Linked DNA regions of Canis lupus: region 2 is linked to region 1. The links are chromatin contacts, called in public Hi-C maps. All regions are on one chromosome and are shown on one strand. The core of a region is the stretch at or near the end of the contact, and the rest is flanking DNA. Distances in the headings are between cores, read along the strand shown. Region 1 overlaps MFSD14A (hippocampus abundant transcript 1 protein). Region 2 has its middle 31 kb from the start of SLC35A3.

The links. A called contact is a pair of places that touch in the nucleus more often than the background predicts.
Region 2: a Hi-C map of liver shows a contact between it and region 1, with 2.6 times the contacts expected there. The contact joins two enhancer-like sites. A contact is called at or near these places in 2 of 9 Hi-C or Micro-C datasets (blood and liver).

The regions. Positions count from the first base shown.
Region 1 is chr6:50,353,541-50,360,771 of UU_Cfam_GSD_1.0, forward strand. MFSD14A (hippocampus abundant transcript 1 protein) reads right to left here. Exons shown (of 12, transcript XM_038541223.1): 9 at 5,874-5,986; 10 at 4,494-4,591; 11 at 3,554-3,717; 12 at 1,268-2,474. The coding sequence ends at 2,268. SASS6 (spindle assembly abnormal protein 6 homolog) reads left to right here. Exons shown (of 17, transcript XM_038541220.1): 17 at 1-1,113. Among named protein-coding and RNA genes, the nearest start is that of MFSD14A, 37 kb to the right of the region's middle. Within about 2 kb of position 3,216, at least 5 of the 20 cell types and tissues checked have an H3K27ac peak or open chromatin away from gene starts, as enhancers often do. A contact at or near this core is called in liver, where this site is marked.
Region 2 is chr6:50,484,894-50,492,124 of UU_Cfam_GSD_1.0, forward strand. It overlaps the pseudogene LOC119872254. Among named protein-coding and RNA genes, the nearest start is that of SLC35A3, 31 kb to the left of the region's middle. Within about 2 kb of position 4,433, at least 10 of the 20 cell types and tissues checked have an H3K27ac peak or open chromatin away from gene starts, as enhancers often do. A contact at or near this core is called in liver, where this site is marked.

The sequences.
Region 1 (7,231 bases), core at 1,966-4,465:
CTGGAAAGTCCACACTCACCTGGTTTTTCTTTCTTTGGAGTTTTATTAGTTATGCAGTTAAATCTGTATTAGTGGAATGTTTTAAAAATTAGTACTAAATAAGAACATCATGAATATTGTATTTATAATATCAGAGCAGGTTCATTTTAATGTTTGCTTAATAAAGTAGGCAAAATAAGTAACTGTTAAAAGTTACTTTTTTCTCTCTCCTGTAACCAGTTTCAAGTAAGAAGTATTTGTAAAAAATTAGGTTAAAAAAATTTCACCCAATCAAGGGATCCCTATTTTGTTTTGTTGTTGATGACCACCCAATACAAGTGGCATTCTCTTATGAAACCTATAGATCAGTTTTTGCAAAGATTGCTAACGCTTATGTGATATTTAAAAAACTCTTTTTAAGAACTTTACTACACAGAGGAGACATTCAATATATTAATACCAATGTCACTGGGTTCATGATAAGACAAAGAATCTAGTATTTGCTAATATTTTTCTGAGGCCACAGTATGGAGTCTTATGATACATTGAAACTCTGCTGATAGTTGCAGTCTTAACTAGGGGGTTTATCCTAAAAAATTTAGTAACTCTTATTGGGCAGTGACTTTAATATAGGAGTATTAGTAAGAATACTTGGTTACAGTAACTTGAAAGTACTTACTAATAATCTGGAAAGTAGCCTCTTGGTGATTTTAGAATTTTTCCTGTAAATATTATGTAATATATAAAAAACATTGTGACAGGGTTTGGATGGGATTTATGACATACAGGGAGTTCTTTTTTATTTGAAATTGTTTTGCAGTTCTGCAGTGTACAGTTGTACATGTGTTAATAATCACAAGGTCGCACTTAATGTATTTCTGTAAACTGAGCTTTGTTAAATAAAGTATTTATGGAGTATGACGTGTATATAAAAACAAACCGGATTGATCTGCAACTATTGACTGTGCTTTGTGCTTAGAATTTAAATAATTCCATTTAATTTCGTTTTGTCTTCCTACAGGAGTATTTTGTAGTGAGGGAGAAAAAAAGGGGATTGAAAGGAGAAAGGTGTAAAGCTTTGATTTGTTACTGTAAAAATGATTAAGGTAACAAATAAAGCCAAAACAGACCTTACAGAGGGAATCACAGATCAAGACTTTCTTTTAAAAAAAAATCATTAAAATATTTAATTTTATTAACAGAATATTTACATTTAAGACCTTATTTAACCATAGTGAATGTTCCAAGTTTAAAAAGCATTGAGCAATAACCACACACAAGATGAAAACAGTGTAAACTATACAATACTTTATGTACAATTTTTACAAAGTAACACTTTTTTAAATAATATAACTGGACACAAAAATATACACTTTAGAGAAATTCACATCAGTAATTGTATAAAGCTCTCTTCTAGGGTCCTGAAAATTTAGGACAAACATTAGCTCTGTAAATAAAGTGTTACTGTGACAGTCCTGAAAGGCCACTATATATATTTATCTACATATAGATATCACATTGACGTTTTCAAGGCTACCAGCTTTACTATATAATTTTTAGATTATGTATTCAAGTGTTGAGGTTCTTATGATTATGCAAACATTAAAAGAATAGTGGTATAAGTAGCTGGGGAACAGATTCGAGCCAGCATTTAGATTTACAGACTCTACCCCAATTTAAATTCTAAATGGCTGATATTTTCTCATTTCAAAAACAGTGGTGAATATTTAAAATAAAACTACTACAAACAAGCTTGAAACATGATTCAGATTTAGTACAATTTTCTTGAGTGTTTTTTTTTTAATGCAAACAATTCATTTACCATTTCTTTACTTTAGTACATCTGCATTAAGGCTTTGAATTATTTGACCCAAGATTTTACAATGTTAAAACGAACAGGTGCATAACCGTACTACGTACTCTGTCTCGCTGTGAGTCAGCATAAATAAAGTTAAAGCTCAACACCTGAAGGAAATGGTAGCAGAGACGTTGCTAGTATCTAAGAAGGTACGTATATAGTTTTTAATTAAAGGATGTATAATAAAACAAAAAGCTTAGTGGCAAGAAATTGGTGCTAATAAACAAAAGGTTTCTTTTCAAAAGAAATTGTAACATCTTTGGAAAACTGTCCGGTTCTGGTTCTTTCTTTAGTTCCCACGGAGTTCATGCAGATACATTTCTTAAGACAATCTTAAAGTACATTGTAGATGGAAATGGAATGTACATCCAGAACTATAGGTGAAAACTAAGACCTGGGTGTGATAGAAAAGTCTTCCTGATTTCGGTCATCACACGTTTGTGTCCTGGAGTAAAGGTTCTTTGGCCTCTCCTGGCGCTTGTGTACTATGAGGATGGCTGTGACTGCCACAGTGCTTTCTCCAACTGCTGGACCGTAAGCTTAAATTGGTATGTTCTGGAATAAACAAGGCAACAAGCAGAGCCAGCAGTACGGAACAGGCTCCAAAGAGGAAGGGGGGGCCAGGGATGATCGAATTCTGAGGAAGAAAAAGATAATTAGGATTTTCACGCAGACATCTCTGCTCTTAAAAACTGCTTATCCTGTAGTAATCTCAAATTACTATGAATTCTAAGCCAAGATCCTCTCTTTCTTCATCAGAGCCACAGTTAGAAAATGCATTTGCTTTTCAGGAGAAAAGGGACACTGTTAGACTCTCACTATAAAATTCTGAGGATAACAACTGATCCAAGGAACAGAGCCAAAAGATTTTTTTTTAAAACAGCCAATGCAAAAACAGACTGTCAGTTGCAGCACAAAATCTGAACACATCCTCTGAGCCTTCACCTCATTAGCTCAACAGGAAGACCTCAAAAACAAAATTAAGTAGCACACACTGTTAACTACAGTAGCAGAATCTGTGACCGTTTTCTTTGAAAAGCTGAATATATTCTCTAGTAACTAATAAGTGAGGGAAACACACAGCTAATGCTGTTACCATAAGAATCAAAAAGGCCTTTGTTTTAGCCCAAAGTTACATTCATTCTTAGCAAAAACTTGCATAGCCAGTCTAACCTGTGTACAGCCCACAAACATTCTATTTAAAAGTAGTCTTAGCTGGCTAGAGGCTAAGAGTGCCTTAGCTGGCACTCTGCTAAACAAGCAAGGAACTGAGGCGCTGTTTGTATTGGCTAAAATGAGGATGTCTGCCGTTAATATTCAGTTGTACAGCAAACAAGTGAACAAAAATGGTCATCGGCACCTAACTGACTTTTCCTACAGCAGGCAGGCTTCCCACAGGGCACCTGTGTGATACGGAAGCGTCTGGCAAGAGACAGCAGCACAGGCAGGCGGCAGGCGATGGGCAGCTGGCTGTTGCCAGGGCCGCGGGGCGTACCGTTGCAAACTAGAATATCTAAGTAATTCTTACATTCTCGGAGGGAAAAAGCAGGTACAGCTGATTGCAAAAAGGGGCATACAGGGGAGCACGGTCCCTTCGGCTTTGGTTTTTAAGTGTTGCAGATCTAAAATCTCCCATAAAGTTAGTGACCCAAAACCATTTATCTTTCGGTCCAGCCAAATGAACTATATTTTTTTGTCACGTGAGTGAAGAATTACCTGTTCAAAGTGGTGCTGTGGGCTTGTGTTCGTTCCCAAGTCTGTTCCTGTCATGGGCAGTTCTTTAAGTTCCACATGGAATATGTAGAAAATGAATCCATAAAGAGCTGGTCCCAGACCATTGCACAATCCTCGAATTCCTGTTATCATTCCTTGGACAACACCTAAATTGTTTACACAAATTCTGTAATGCACCGCTAATTTTTATCCCAGTACAAACTGAAGTCACTGCAAAACCAAACCTCTAAGGAGACACTAGCGGTTTGCCAAGATGGCATTAAAAAGTATTTAGAAGCCATCAGCTTTACCAAGTAAACGGATACAAATGTGAGATGAGGTAAACCCGACCTATCCGGATGCGAAGACCCCATTAAATCAGGTACAGAGTTTGAGTTATGCTTTTCTCAAATTTAAAATGCAATTTGCTTTGGCCACAGGCCTTTCCTTCCTCATTTATCAACCAAGTGATCGCTGCTGCTCTGTTGTAACACCCCTTTCCTTCCTTATGATTAGATAAAACCCATCCTCTTCAAAGAATTATCTGTTAGCGCTTTGAGAATTAAATATTCCTAACACAAAAGCCTAAGATAAAAATGTTTTCTAAGGTCTTTAGATAACTGAAACCGAAGATCCAAATAAAAGGGGGACTTAAGTCCAAGGTGTCAAGCACATCATAGTAAACACAGTGAATATAAGGTGGCCGACCTACATCAGTAGATTTTCTAGCAAAAACACGAGCCCCGTTTTCAGAGTGAGGGACATGGTTCTATACAGCCACCTGAGGACACTACCCCGGCATCAGCTTTTCCTCTTAACAGTGAAAACAATTTTAAAATCTTTATTCTGAAGGTAGACTTACAATCCTGTACTTAGGAGGGAGACAGAACATATAATCAGAATATTCTGGGCTTTTAAGTATCATGGGTTCTAACCAACTCACCTTGTTGATCAGCATCAGCAGTTCGTGAGACAAGGGCACTGACGGCCGGGAAGGTAATGCTGGACATGGCTGCTACCGCGCCAGCAGCCCACATCATCCTGTAACCAAACGCAGCAAAACAAAAGTACGTTTTCCACTGTGCCGGTCCGTCAAAATGCATACCTGAACCCAGGCAGCTGTTCCTGCAGGATGGCTGTGGTCCGGGCAAAGGAGAACTGCACTTGGCCTCGTCCTTCCCTTCCCGTGGAACTCCGGGCAGTCACTCCAAGGTCTGAGTGGTGGGGGATGGGAAGTGCGCCCAGAATAACACGCGGGACGTGCAGTACACCCAGAACCCTCGTTGCAGGTTTCCCAAGCCAGCGAGAACCTGCACACTGTTCCCCCAGACTTGTGATTCAGTGTGAACACAGTGACCTAAGCCAAACCTTGGACATTCTGGGCTTGATACTTGAAATGTTTTAGATAATTTAAATTGTGAGCACCTCTTTGTAAAAACTAGCCAGGAAAACAAAACATCAAAACCCACTCCTGATGCTTACTCCTATCCAAATCCAAACAGAGAATGTTCAGGTGAGTGAAACATTAGTGGGAACTGGAGTTCAGGCCCAGCTGAGTGTAAAGGTGTGTGCACGCCAGCCTAACGTCCACGTCACTACTAGCCCATCACCCTGCAGGAAATTGGACTGGCAAAAAAAGCAAAGAGGCTTTTCTCCGGCATGAAGCTGGGACCAAAACAATTGGCCTTCCTCGATGAACTTCTGGTCTCTCATCAGTGGTGATCACTGATGATGCTCTAACTTTTATTTTTAACCAGAAAAACAAGGTAACTAACAGTAGCTTACAGGGCCTCGCAGCTTCGAGCGCGCCTGTTTTATCCTAATGACAGACTGATACAGATTAAATGCTTAGTAGAGATTTAGAAACTAATATTTAAAAATCTAATCTGTCACATTAGGTATAAAAGGTCACACCTTCCTATCCTCAAGCCATTCTAGAATATACAAATACACAAGGAATCTGTATTATATACATTTTGAGAGAAAATAAAAAGCATAGTCGGGGACAGATTAAAGCTTCATAATAACAAGCCTCATGAGTAGCATGTAATAAAAGTCTGTCAATTAGGGGAGCCTGTGCGGCTCAGTCATCTGGGTGGGTGGCTCTTGACTTCGGCTCGGTCATGATCTCGGGGTCCTGGGATGGAGTCCCACGTGGGGCTCTGTACTCTGGGGGCGTCTGCTGGGGATTTGCCCTCTGCCCCTCCCCCACTCACATGCGTGCTCATGTTAAATCTTTAAAGAAAAAGTCTGTTAATTATACTTCAATAAAGCAGAAAAAAAAAGGCAAACATCAAAATTTTTAAAATTAAAATATACCTACCAAGGTTCTGAACCAAAGCCATACCATGCCAGCTGTAGTATTTGAAATCCTAGACCCAATAAAATGGTGTTCTTATTTCCAATTGACCGCATAAGTAAACTCAAGACTATGGTCTAGAAAAGAAAAACCAGAATAGAACGGTTTACCAGAAAAGAACTTTTAAAAAATAAAAATAAAAAATACCTGGTGACTTCCTTCAATCTGTAATAGAATAAGGACTACTACCACTTTTCTACATTTTGGCTTTTCAACAATTGCCCCAAATGTATCTTGAGACCATTACTCCAGGTCATACAGAGCGAATGAAAGGTCCCTTTGCTGACACAGATCCAGATTCAGGGAAAAAGACTGAAAACAGAAAAGAACTTTCTATTCAGTACATTTCGACCGACAAATCAGAGATTGTAAGCAACAGCATCAAAAGGTTTGAACTAGGACTTGGAGATCCGTTATGTGATAGCTCTAAGGTTTTTAGGGTCCATATTCTTCTCCCTGACAAAACAAAATTCCTGATGGACGTACTCTACATCCTTCATCTAAATTACTGCTGAAAAAAAAAAAAAATTACTGCTGAAAGCATGATGCTTTTACAAACAGTAAACAGGTACAACAAGTGTGATTTGGGAAAGTACAGCATAAGAACAGTCTGGAAAGAGCCTGGATCATAATCTTAGCTCTTCGCTGTGTGACCCTGGGCAAGTTACTTCACTCTGGAACAGTTGTCTCTTACAAAATGGCAATAATAGTACTTACTTCAAAACTTTGCCATCTGGGACAGATGAGATGAGATTTACATGAAGTGTGTGCTCGGCACATATTAAGTGTTTAATAATATTGTGAGGGTGAGGGGACAGGATAACTGGGTGGTGGACATTAAGGAGGGCACGTGATGTAATGAGCACTGGGTGTAAGACTGATGAATCACTGACCTCTACCTCTGAACCCAATAACATGTTAATTAATTGAATTTAAATTAAAAAACAACAGGGACACCTGGGTGGCTCAGCAGTTGAGTGTCTGCCTTCAGCTCGGGGCATGATGCTGGAGTCCTGAGATCGAGTCCCGCATCGGGCTCCCTACGTGGAGCCTGCTTCTCCCTCTGCCTGTGTCTCTGCCTCTCTATCTCTCATAAATAAATAAAATCTTTAAAAATAAATAAATAGGGATCCCTGGGTGGCACAGCGGTTTGGCGCCTGCCTTTGGCCCGGGGCGTGATCCTGGAGACCCGGGATCGAATCCCACGTCGGGCTCCCGGTGCATGGAGCCTACTTCTCCCTCTGCCTATGTCTCTGCCTCTCTCTCTCTCTCTCTGTGTGACTATCATAAATAAATAAAAATAAATAAATAAATAAATAAAC
Region 2 (7,231 bases), core at 3,183-5,682, 130 kb after region 1:
AACACCTTCAAACACATCCAGGATCTTACTCTTTTCTTCCAATACCAAACAGAAATGGATGGTATCTTAATTCTCTCTTTACAACTTACCTGAAGGGGAGAGGTCTAAAAATTCCAGTTTTGGGAATGCTTCCAGAAAAGAAAGGACCAAGGTTATGATCTCTCTTCTTAATAATAAACTGTCATTTTTAAGTATGGTCATGTCTCATATTAAAAAATTCCCTAGACATTTGTGCCCTGAAAATCTCTGAGTTGAGTGAGAGAAGCTTCATCCAAAATTGGCTGAGAACAAAATAGGACACAATTGAGTTACTTTGTTAACTAAACAGAAAGATTAAACTTATAAGAGACATCAACATGCCGAGACATTTTATAATCTAGAGAAAACAGAGTTTGCCTTTCAGCCTCTCCAACTTCAAATACTTTGCAATGAAGAAATGTGTCCCATGTCTTCACTCAATTTCCTACCCACCTCTGACTATAGGAAATAATTTGAAGGCAGTGGGAATCTCACCTTCCTGACTCAAATTACCTACCTAGAAATACCTTACCTCTTAATACTGAAGTAGACATTGTCATCCAAAGAGGGTTTACGCAAAGGTGTTTCTCATTTCTCCCATACTATTATGGAAGTGAAATTAAAATCTCTTTAGTGATTGAAAAAAAAAAACACACACTTCAATTTTCTCATAAACTAAAACTTCAACCTATCCACTGTTAAAATAATATATAATTTTGGAGTTAGGGCCTTGGTTTCATTTTTCCCCATCTTTTCTGATATGATTGACATATAGCATTGTGTAAGCTTAAGGTAGATAATGTAATATTTTGCTATACGTATATGTTGAGAAATGATTACCACAATAAGGGATTTCTTTTCTGTAAAGATGCACTGATGAACTTACTGATAAAGAGACAACACAAGTGGAGAGATTACCAAGGCATCACTAATGTAAAGGTGAAGAATTTCTTTCTTTCTTTTTTTTTTTTTATTTTATTTACTTATTCATGAGAGAGAGAGAGAAAGAGAGAGAGAGAGAGGCAGAGACACAGGCAGAGGGAGAAGCAGGCCCCATGCAGGGATCCTGACGTGGGACTCGATCCCGGGTCCCCAGGGTCACGCCCTGGGCCGAAGGCGGCGCTAAACCGCTGAGCCACCCAGGGATCCCCAGGAATTTCTAATTTCACAGCTGACTTTCCATAATTGCCATTGCCTCTTACTGAGTGATCTGTTAAAAAGTCATTGCATTTCCTTTAGAATCAGTTAACTCCTTTCCAAGGGTAATGTCATCAATCGCCATAGGCAAGTGCGACTGGGAGTATTTGCAAAGTCTTATGCAGAGTGGACACGGGAGAGCAGAGGTGCTCAGGCCCACTGTTGATCCAAAGGGAAAGCGAAGTCTCATTTATGAAGGAGTCCGTGTCCTATACTTGATACTAAAGCTCCTACAGGGCAGGCGGGGTGGCTCAGCGGTTAGCGCCGCCTGCAGCCCAGGCCGTGACCCTGGAGACCCAGGATCCAGTCCCGCGTCGGGCTCCCTGCGTGGAGCCTGCTTCTCCCTCTGTTTTCCATAAATAAATAACATCTTTGGAAAAAAAAAACTTACTCTAATGTTAGATTTATGAAAAACTTCATTTTTTAAAGGTTTTTACTTCCTCGTGAGAGACACGGAAGCAAACAGGCTCCACGCGGGGCGCCGACGCGGGCCCCGATCCCGCGACCCCAGGATCCCGCCCCGGCCCCCGCGCCCCCGTGTCGGGCGCCGAGTCCGAGTCCGGGGAGGGGGCGCTCGGCCGGAGCCCCGCGGGCACACACTGCCCCCTGGTGGCGCGCCGGGGCCGCCGCAGCCCGCAGCCCGGCTCTTCCGGGACCCTGCAGAACGGCTCTCGGCTCTCGGAAGCCCTTTTTTTTTTTTTTTTTAATTTAATTTATTTATTCATGAGTGACACAGAGAGAGGGAGAGACAAAGGCAGAGGGAGAAGCAGGCTCCATGCAGGGAGCCTAATGTGGGACTCGATCCCAGGACTCCAGGGTCACGACTGGGCCAAAGGCAGATGCTCAACCTCTGAGCAACCCAGGTGTCCCTTTTTTTTTTTTTTTTTTTTTTTTTTTTTAAGACTTTATGTATTGGAAGCCTTTCTTTTTAAAGTTAAACATAAGTTTAAGAATCTGGCAAAAGCACACAGGAGAGTACCCAGGGGCCTGCGGGGAACATGGGCCCAGAACAGCCAGGCTGTAAAGACAAGCCCTGTGTGTCGGGGCCTGTGACGTCCAGGGACGATGATGAACCGGTGAAGCCGGAGACGCTGCTGCAGTATCTGCAGGACCTACCGCTTCTCTGAAGATCACAGAGGCCATTGGCATCATCAGCAAGATGACGTATGAGAAGACAACAACAGTGGTACAGGAGGTGACTGAATTCTTTGTGACGCTGTTCCAGTTTGGGGCACCTCAGGCCCTGTTTGGGGTGCGCCGCATGCTGCCCCTCATCTGGTGTAAGGAGCCTGGGGTCCGGGAAGCTGTGCTCAGTGCTTACTGCCCACTTTACCTCAACCCCAAAGGGGACTCCACCAGAGCCAAGGCCCAGGCTTGGATTCAAGATCTTTCTTTGCTGCTAGTGGATGCCTCAGTTGGGACCATCCAGTGTCTCGAGGAAATTCTCTGTGAGTTCGTGCAGAAGGGTGAGCTGAAGCCAGCAGTGACCCAAGTGCTGTGGGGGCGGGAACCCAGGAGGTCCCCGCTCTCCTCTGGGGCGCTGTTCCTCTGTCATGCTTCTCGGGACGATGGCTCGAGGAAAACCAGAAATTGTGGGAAGCAACTTAGACACGCTGGTGGACATAGGGCCGGATGAGAAGTTTCCGCAAGACTACCGCTGGCCCAGCAGGTGTGCCATGCCATCGCCAACCTCTCTGACAGGAGAAGGCCTTCTCTGGGCAGTCACCCTCCCTTCCGGCTGCCTCGGGAACACGGGCTATTTGAGCGACTGCGGGAGGTGATCGCAAGAGGCCTTGTCCACCCAGACCCACTCTGGATCCCAAAGAGGTGGCCGTGGCCCTCATATCCCAACTGGCAGAGGGCCCCGACAGGCTCCGTGCCAGGTACTGCAGGGCCGTGCAAACAGGCCCCGGGGAATTTGGGAGAAGAGCAGCACCAGGAGGGCCCGAAGGACACCCCTGGGCTCCCCACTTTCCTGCTGATGAACCCGCTGTCCCAGGCCGGAGACGTGGCTCCGCAGCAGGTGGCACGTTTGGAACAGGCGGCGAGCGGGGAGCTCTGTGGGCGCCGGGCTCTTCAGGAGGAGCAGGAGCAGAAGCCTAAGGACTCAGACGAGGAGGAGGCCCGCCCGGCCCGGAGGCCACCGAGACCGCCGCGGAGGAGGAGCCGCAGAGGCTGAGCTCCCCGCCGCACCTGCGAGGGGCTGCCGGACGGCGAGCGGCCCTGCTGCCTTCGCTCCGCTTTTGCTCACGGTCTGCAACGACCCTGGCCCTGCAGCGGCCCTGAGCTCCCTGCAACGACCCTGGCCCTGCAGTGGCCCTGAGCTCCCTGCAGCGGCCCTGAGTTCCCTGCAGCGACCCTGGCCCTGCAGTGGCCCTGAGCTCTCTGCAGCGGCCCTGAGCTCCCGGCAACGACCCTGACCCTGCAGCGGCCCTGAGCTCCCTGCAACGATCCTGGCCCTGCAGTGGCCCTGAGCTCCCTGCAGCGGCCCTGAGTTCCCTGCAGCGACCCTGGCCCTGCAGTGGCCCTGAGCTCTCTGCAGCGGCCCTGAGTTTCCTGCAGCGACCCTGGCCCTGCAGCGACCCTGAGCTCCCTGCAACGACCCTGGCCCTGCAGCGGCCCTGAGCTCCCTGCAACGACCCTGGCCCTGCAGCGGCCCTGAGCTCCCTGCAGCGGCCCTGAGCTCCCTGCAGCGGCCCTGAGCTCCCGGCAACGACCCTGACCCTGCAGTGGCCCTGAGCTCCCTGCAGCGGCCCTGAGTTCCCTGCAGCGACCCTGACCCTGCAGCGACCCTGAGCTCCCTGCAACGACCCTGGCCCTGCAGCGGCCCTGAGCTCCCTGCAGCGGCCCTGAGCTCCCGGCAACGACCCTGACCCTGCAGCGGCCCTGAGCTCCCTGCAACGATCCTGGCCCTGCAGCGGCCCTGAGCTCCCTGCAGCGGCCTCGCTTGCGGGGGGGCAAGTCCTGCACGGCCGGGCCAGGGCCCCGCCCCCAGCGCGGAGAGCCGCGGGCCTGGAGGGGGCGCACCCGGCCCTGAAGGACGCGGCGAAGGCGAGGGGCAGGCGAGCGAGGTGGCCGCGGCGCATCGCCCCTGCCGCCGGTCACTTCCCGGAGCTCCCCCAGGGCAGCGCCATCTGTGACCTCCTCCCGGATAGGGCGGGCGCCCGTCAGCCCCCGGGGGTGGGGCAGAGCCCTTCCGCGACCCCGCCGAGCCGCCGCCGGCCTCCCGCCTCCGCCCAGCCGGCCCGGCCGTACCCGCGGCGCCGCTCGGCTGCGACTGCTTCGGGGTGGACGGTCGGAGGAGCCCACCTCGGTGCTCTGCTGTCGGTCGCGGGCAGGGCTGTCATCGATGGATTTGAGCAGAAGCGTCGGGTCCGCCGCAGCAGGGGCTGGACGCAGTGGAAGGCCTGGAGGCGGGCCGCGGGGTGCCAGGGAGCCCCACCCACCGAACCTCCCGTTTCCAAGCGGCACCAGCGTCTGGCCTCTGCGGCCTCCCCAGACGGTGACTTTGTCACCCCCAAATCCTGCCGTACCGCCCATCGGCCTCCAGATACCCGACAGCGAGTTTCCAAAAAGAAACCCAGAATTGTCTTCTCAAGTGCTGAGTCCAGCGAGGAAGGGCTTTCGGCAGAGAGGACAGAAGATGAGACACCCAAGACCACACCCATCCGCCGAGCACCTCTCCGAAGGCCCTAAGAGGTCACCCTCCCTGTCCCCGTCCCTGCTTGCGGGTGTCTTGCGGGGTGACCTTGAAGTCCGTTGCTCCTGTGAAGCACTTGTCTGTCTTCCTTTCTTTTTTTAAATTTTTTATTTATTTATGATAGTCAAAGAGAGAGAGAGAGAGGCAGAGACACAGGCAGAGGGAGAAGCAGGCTCCATGCAGGGAGCCCGATGTGGGATTCGATCCCGGGTCTCCAGGATCGTGCCCTGGGCCAAAGGCAGGCGCCAAACCGCTGCGCCACCCAGGGATCCCCCTTTCTTTTTTTAAAGCCTAACTGAGCAGGATTGAGCTGCTTTCACTGGATGGTGTCTGCCACTTTTGTTTCCTACTGAATAAATGTTTTTATATGTTAAAACAAAAAATCTGGCAAAAAAAGGGGGGAAAAAGCAAGCTTAATTGCTTCCCAAGTTTTTTTTTTTTTTAAAGATTTTATTTATTTATTCATGATAGTCACAAAGAGGCAGAGACACAGGCAGAGGGAGAAGCAGGCTCCATGCTGGGAGCCCGACGTGGGATTCGATCCCGGGTCTCCAGGATCGCACCCTGGGCCAAAGGCAGGCGCCAAACCACTGCGCCACCCAGGGATCCCATGCTTCCTAAGTTTTTAATGATGGTCTTTTGTGACCTTCCTGAAATGATTAGATGCCTTTTTTTTTTTTTTTTTTTAAAGATTTTATATATTTATTCTTGAGAGACGGAAGAGAGAGAGATTGAGAGAGAGAGAGAGAGAGAGAGAGGCAGAGACACAGGCAGAGGGAGCCTGGTGCGGGACTCCATCCCCGGTCTCCAGGATCACACCCTGGGCTGCAGGCGGCAGGAAACTGCTGAGCCACCCGGGCTACCCTGATTAGATGCTTTTTAACTGAAGAATTCTGTTTAGAATATAAAAGAATTACCATGTTCCATAGAAGTCCAATACTTTGAATAATTGATACCGTTTTGATGTGAATTCTAACTATCTTGAATCCCCTGACCTCTCACCATAGAGGAGATACTGTATCTTTGTCCAAATGATGGAGAACCCTTTGTAGTTACAAGATGGCAAACGGCAGCACCCACATCAGGGAACTTGCCCAGTACCACCTAGTTCTTTTCTTACACCATGGAATTATAGGAAGAAGATAATGCTGAGTTAGCCATCAGGATGCCTGCATCTAAAAATCTGTTACGTTGGATAAGGCACTTAGATCCCATTTTTTTTTTAAGATTTTATTTATTTATTCATGAGAGACACACAGAGAAAGAGAGAGAGGCAGAGACACAGGCAGAGAGAGAAGCAGGCTCCATGCAGGGAGCCTGATGTGGGACTTGATCCCAGGACTTCAGGATCATGCCATGAGCCGAAGGCAGGCACTAAACCACTGAGCCATCCAGGAATCCCCAGATCCCAATTTTTTTTAGAAGTGTGTAAAAGGGGTTTGTGTGTGTGTGTGTGTGTGTGTGAGAGAGAGAGAGAGAGAGAGAAAAGAAAAAGATTTGGGATATGCTAGAAGCCTATAAAAATCAAGCTAATTATAAAATTAGGATAAACAGTTTTACTGATCAAACTGAGTAATATTCTAAAAGGATAAATTTAGTGTAAATAAAAACAAAGACTACTTCACACAGTAGATGGTCTCTAAAACCTTAAACGGTAAAGCACAAAATGTTAAGTTCAATTACTGTTGAAATAATACAAGGGCTCTGTTAACAGGTTGTTGTTGTTGGTTTTTTTTAATGGGGGAGGGACAGAGAGGGAGAGAGAACCTTAAGCAGGCTCTGCGCCCAGCTGGAGCCCCACACAGGGCTCCATCTCACACCCTGAGATCATGACCTGAGCTGAAATCAAGAGTTGTATACTTAACCCGCCAAGCCACCCAGGTGCTTCTATATAACAGGTTTTTATGGCAGAGGTGGGGAGACTTTTTGTGGATCTCTAATCTACAGACAGAAAAGTGTGTAACTCATATGTGTGCAGCTCAAGTACAATTGACCTTGTACAACACTGAGGTAAGGGGATGCCAACCCTTTGCAGTCAAAAAGCCACATAGGACTTTTGATTCTTCCAAATTTTATTTTAATTCATGAGCGAGAGAGACAGAGAGGCAGAGACACAGGCAGAGGGAGAAGCAGGCTCCACACAGGGAGCCCGATGTGGGACTGGATCCCAGGACTCCAGGATCACGCTCGGGGCTGAAGGCAGGCACCAAACCGCTGAGCCACCCAGGGATCCCTGACTCTTCCAAATTTTAAATACTAATAGCCTATTGTTGACAGGCAGCCTCACCAATAACAAATAGTTGATTAACACATATT